2 separate regions of the Macaca mulatta genome follow, and region 1 is linked to region 2. A link is a contact called in public Hi-C data. All regions are on one chromosome and are shown on one strand. Each heading gives the region's core, a stretch centred on a gene start, on an enhancer-like site or on the middle of the called end of the contact. The rest is flanking DNA. Distances are from core to core; before and after follow the strand shown. Region 1 holds the start of TCTN1 (tectonic family member 1). Region 2 holds the start of VPS29 (VPS29 retromer complex component).

Region 1 (2,700 bases), core at 42-2,541, 120 kb before region 2:
TTTGAGATCATGAACCACTTTAAGAATCGGCTGCTATGAACTCTCATCTCAGGAAAAGGCATATTCACAAAGTTTTGCACTCAATCTTAGAGGGTCACAGTCATTCTCTGAAGTCATCCACGTCAATTTTTTTTTTTTTTTTTTTTTTTTTTTTTTTGAGACAGTCTTGCTCTGTCGCCCAGTCTGGAGTGCAGTGGTAATTACGGCAACCTCTGCCTCCTGGGTTCAAGCTATTCTCCTGCCTCAGCCTCCCGAGTAACTGGGATTACAGGCATGCACCACCATGCCCGGCTAATTTTTCTATTTTTAGTAGAGACTGGGTTTCGCCATGTTGACCAGGCAGATCTTGAACTCCTACCTCAAGCAATCCACCCGACTTGGCCTCCCAAAGTGCTGGGATTACAGGCGTGAGCCACGGCGCCAGCCAAACGTCAAATTAGATTATAAAATATTTCCACTAAATGTGTAATTCTAGAATTAGACAATCATTTTCTGAAAAAAAAAATGTTAATTATCCCTAAATATGACTCCTAAGAAGTGAGCATAACCCCTCCCTCCATGGCTTCCCACCTCCAATTCAACACAGGAGGAATCCTGGGTTTTTAGAATTCAGGTCAACAGACAAGCGTCTTAACCTAGTCACATTTAGTAAGATAGACCTTTGGCCTCTCTTTAAGTGAAAGTTCCATGCAGCCTAGGCACCAATTTCCACCATTGTCTCGACTTAATTTCGTCTTGGGCTGCAAGGATTCATTCATTATTGCTCTTTGCATTACTGTTGTCTGGGATCACTTCAAGTATTTTCAAAGGTCTGATACCGTACCACTTAAACTCTCTGAGACCCGGTTTTCTCATTTACATGACAGTGATAGTAAGAGCTACCTCTCAGGGTTATTGTTTAAAGAACGGACGTTTATGGAACACTTAGTGTATGCACACAGTAAGTGCTCAATAAGCGTTAGCTATCATTATTACGTCCTCACCCGGGCTGCCCCCTTGAGGTTGGATCCCTGTGGACCACAGGAGCTGGCACATAGTACCCACCGTCCGTGACTGGGGTAGGCCTGGGGCCGGAGGAGGACCCTGGTGCTCTAGGAGTACCAGGGGGCCTGGTCGACGGGAAAGGTCCGAAAGTCGCCAGGGCTGCCTCGGTGGAGTTGAGGCCCTCTGTCGTCACCGCCGGGGTGGCTTCGGTCTGGGCGCTCACGGAGGCCCAGCAGCTCAGGAGTACCACCAAGAGCGGCGGGAGGCCTCGCGGCCTCATCTTCCAGCGGGTCCCAGCTACGCCCGCGCCAGGGACCGCGCGTTGCCCGGCAACCGCTACACCCAGGCGCGAGGCATCACGGGAAGCGGCTTGCTAAGCCGCGAGAAGCTGCCGGAGACTGACGGGGGCGAAGCCTGGATGAGGCAGGGGGCGGATCCTGGATGAGGCCAGAGGGCGGAGCCTGGGTGAGGCAGCGATGGCAGGCACTAGGGCGAGCACTAGTGAGCGGCTGTGAAGCTGGCATAAACGAGAGGCGTGTAAATCCCAGCTGTGGTTCCCAACCGGTCTGCGGCGCTTACTTAAAAAATGTGGATTTTCTGTAGTTCCAGCTACTCGGGAGACTGAGGCAGGAGAATCGCTTGAACCCAGGAGGTGGAGGCTACAGTGAGCCGTGAGCGTGCCACTGCACTGCAGCCTGGGCGACAGTGCGAGACTCTGTCTCAACCAAAAAAAAAAAAAAAAAAGACGGATTTCCAGGTACCACCTCAGGAGATCCTGAGTCAGTAAGTCTAGGACAGGACCCAGGAATCAGTTTTTGGGGGATTTTTTTGAGACAGGGTCTCACTCGACATGTCGCCCAGGCTGGAGTGCAGTGGTTCGATCTCGGCTCATTGCAGCCTCGACCTCTGGGGCTCAAGCAATCCTCCCACTTCAACCTCCTGAGTAGCTGGGAACTCATGCGCGCGCCACCATACCCAGCTAATTTTTGTATTTTTTTGTAGAGACGAGGTCTCCCTCCGTCGCCCGGGTCTCCCTCCCAGGCGTCGCCCAGACTGGTCTCAAACTCCTGGGTTCAAGTGATCCACCTGCTTCAGCCTCTTGAGTCCTGAGTAGTTGGGATTACAGGCATGAGCCACCACTCCCAGCCAGGAATAAATATTTTTAACAAATGTCCCGACACAAGCAGATGAGTTGGATGGAAATTTGGGAAGCGCCGTCTCAACACCACTAATGTGGGTGTTTCAAAGGAGCATAGGGATCTGTGAGATCACTGTCCCTGAATTCTCTCTATCCCAGACTCTGTCAACACTGGCTTCACCTTTTTTGTTTTAGCTGCATCTCACAAGGTTGCCACATAACTTCTGTCTGCTGTATTGTGATAAAGGGGACAAATGAACACTTAATAACTTTTATTATCATTATTTTTTGTAGCGAGGGGGTCTCACTATGCTGATCAGGCTAGTCACAAACTCCTGACCTCAAGTGATCCTCCCACCTCAGCCTCCCAAAGAGCTGGGATTACAGGCATGAGCCACCACGCCAGGCCTAAGAACTTTTTTAAAGACAAAAATCTTTCACAAAAATTAAGTAAAATAATTTAGACATCTTAAAGGGGAAAACAAAGCAAATCCACTGTAATGCTACAAAATGACCTGGAGACCCTAAGATTTAGGAAAGCCTGTCCATTCTGAATGGGCTTATTTAGGAGGTACCCA
Region 2 (2,736 bases), core at 232-2,731:
GTGAAATGATAAAACTGACCGAAATTCATCCTTCTATATGTTTACAGTGTTACATGGAGCTACTGTGGCAAACCAGTTTCCATACTAATATATTTTACAAGTTGATTTAGATAAATGTATTTGACTCCCCCAAAAACTGTGAAAACAGTGCATGGAGAAGATAATCTGAAGAGGTTTTAATAGCTTGATATCGAAGTCACAACAAGTCATGAGTGAGAAATCAGGGGTATTCAACATACATCTCTGATGTTTGAGGGTAGCCAGACTTCCCCACCACAAAACATATTTAGGGCGGGAAAACACACTAGTCTGATCCCGTATGACACTGTTAATGTTCATTTTTTTTTTTTTTTTTTTTTTGAGAGAGTCTCACTCTTGACACCCAGGCTGGAGTGCAGTGGCGCGAGCTCAACTCACAGCAGGCCTCGACCTCCCAGGCTCAATCGATCCTCTCACCTCAGCCTTCCAAGTAGCTGGGATTACAGGAGCCTACCCCGTACCCGGCTAATTTTTGTATTTTTAGTAGAGACGGGGTTTCATCATCTTAGCCAGGATGGTCTCGAACTCCCGACCTAAGGTGATTCACCCACTTTGGCCTCCCAAAGTGCTGGGATTACAGGCGTGAGCCAAGGCGCCCGGCCTAATTTCCATTTTGAAAGCGCCGTTTACAATACTAATAGTTTTTGTACATTCCAGCTATTACTGGGCTCTTTACATGCATTTCCATTTCACTGACTCCAAACAAACTCTGTGACGAAGGTGCTCATTACCCCCGTTTCGGTTTTAGAGACCGAGCCCCAAAGAGATTTAGTGACTTTTCCAAGGTCAAACATTTTTAAAAATGGTAGAATCTGGGGGGAAAAAAAACCAAACAGGTTAATGCTTTTCTCTTGGCACAAAAAATACTTTTACTGTCCAAGCATTATTTTTTTATCTCAACTCCTCCCCATGCAGTCCTCAGCTTCCCGAGTTTGTGGCCCCATGGTACAAACCTATTTCCCGGATACCACCCATATTACATCTGCCTTTAAGTAACACGAGATGGGTCCTCATGCTCCCCTCAGAAGCTAACAGGACCTTCAGTGGGTGGGACTGTGGCCAGGGCGTGCGTCCTCAGTCCTTGCACATAAAGGCAAAGAGGAAAAATTAGACGACGGTAGGGACGACCTATTAACGTCTGCTTTTCCCTCTGCTAAATGGGAAGACAACAAAGGCCGCTCCACCTTTCACCTGACTGCCGCTCATCACGCACTTCAGCATGGCTACCACACGCTCTAAAAAGCAGGCCCGGAAGGCGCGCCTCAGCTCGACGGCCCAGGTGCCCGGATGTTGCCCGCGCTTTTCGAAGCTTCTCGATCTTGTCTCTGCACTCCACCACCCCGCCTCCACAAGTTCCCAAACTGCTTTACAGCGGGGAAGGGCCCGTGTGGGCCTCCGTACGGCAATTTCTGTCGCCCTCTGTGCTCATTGGTTGCGGTTAAGTAGGCGGGTCGCCGAGGAGCCTGAGGAAGAGGGCGGCGGCGGCGGTGGTGACTGAGCGGAGCCCGGTGACAGGATGGTGAGGGCTGCAGCTGTGGCGACAGAGGCCTGGCTCTCGGCTGGGGTGCTGCGTTGTTGGGAGCTGTGGGGAGTCCCAGGAGGAGGGATTGGGAAATCCCGGAGGCCTCGGCGTCAGGGCCTACGCGCTGGCCTGGGAAAGGCCCAGGAAGAGGGCTAGGGAAGGAAGGGAGCGGCCACCTCTGGGTGCGGCTGGCCTAGGTCTCGTATCCCGGCCCCAAGGGGCCAGAGGCCATCCAAAGAGTAAAAAGGCCCATCTAAGCTGCCCGACCTGTCACGAGACCCGCACTCCCGAGCCAGGGAAGGCCATTGATTCTATACCTCGAGTGTTCCGGGGATAGGGGCACGGTCCTCCTCTGTTTCCAGACGTTTCCTACTCCTTTCCCGCAAAAAAGCATCTCCCGCTGGTTGGGGTGTAGTGGTGGAAGCTGGCCTCTCGAATGCAGAACGGGAAGTAGCGAGCAGAATTTCGTACCCGTTTAAGTTTCCCATCTAGGGAAAGGGAATAAACGACCCTCTTCGCCCCTGAAATAACATCCAGCTGCCATTGAAATGAACAGGTGTGCGCTCAGAGGGCGGGATTTGGCGCTTGCAATTGCTGGAACTACTTCTTTCCACGGGTTGCTACGCCCCTTTAGGGTAGGATTCCTTAATGATGTGTGAACTCCTTGAAATTGTTAGGAAATTTTTATGAATATATACATTTTTTCTGGGGAGAATGCCGGTGTTGGAGACTTGCCTAGTCTCCAGCCACCTTCAAGCAATCACCCCTTCACCCCCAGTAGGTTGGTGCCCCTCAGACCTTCCTACATAAAAATTGGGGGCCTCTACTAGAGAGGCCTTATAGCTGTAATCGTATTTTTCTTCTTTTTTTTTTTTTTGAGATGGAGTCTCGCTCTGTCGCCCAGGCTGGAGTGCAGTGCCGCGATCTCGGCTCACTGCAACCTCTGCCGCCCAGATTAAAGCCTCAGCTCCTGCCTCAGTCTCCCGAGTAGCTGGGATTACAGGCGCCCACCACCATGCCCGGCTAAATTTTTGTATTTTTAGTAGAGACGGGGTTTCACCATGTTGGTCAGGCTGGTCTCTAACTCCCGACCTCAGGTGATCCACCCGCCTCGGCCTCCCAAAGTGCTGGGTTACAGGCGTGAGCCACCGTGCCCGGCCTGTAATCATATTTTC

Evidence for each region. Hi-C and Micro-C count contacts between places; a contact is called where the count stands out from the background.
Region 1: a Hi-C map of fetal cortex germinal zone shows a contact between it and region 2, with 2.0 times the contacts expected there. The contact joins the promoter of TCTN1 here to the promoter of VPS29 in region 2. A contact is called at or near these places in 2 of 14 Hi-C or Micro-C datasets (fetal cortex germinal zone and fibroblasts).

What each region holds. Positions count from the first base shown.
Region 1 is chr11:117,796,994-117,799,693 of T2T-MMU8v2.0, reverse strand. It overlaps TCTN1 (tectonic family member 1), which reads right to left and starts at 1,291. Exons shown (of 16, transcript XR_013401390.1): 1 at 1,045-1,291.
Region 2 is chr11:117,677,508-117,680,243 of T2T-MMU8v2.0, reverse strand. VPS29 (VPS29 retromer complex component) reads left to right here and starts at 1,481. Exons shown (of 4, transcript XM_077955088.1): 1 at 1,481-1,558. RAD9B (RAD9 checkpoint clamp component B) reads right to left here and starts at 1,407. Exons shown (of 12, transcript XR_013401392.1): 1 at 1,224-1,407.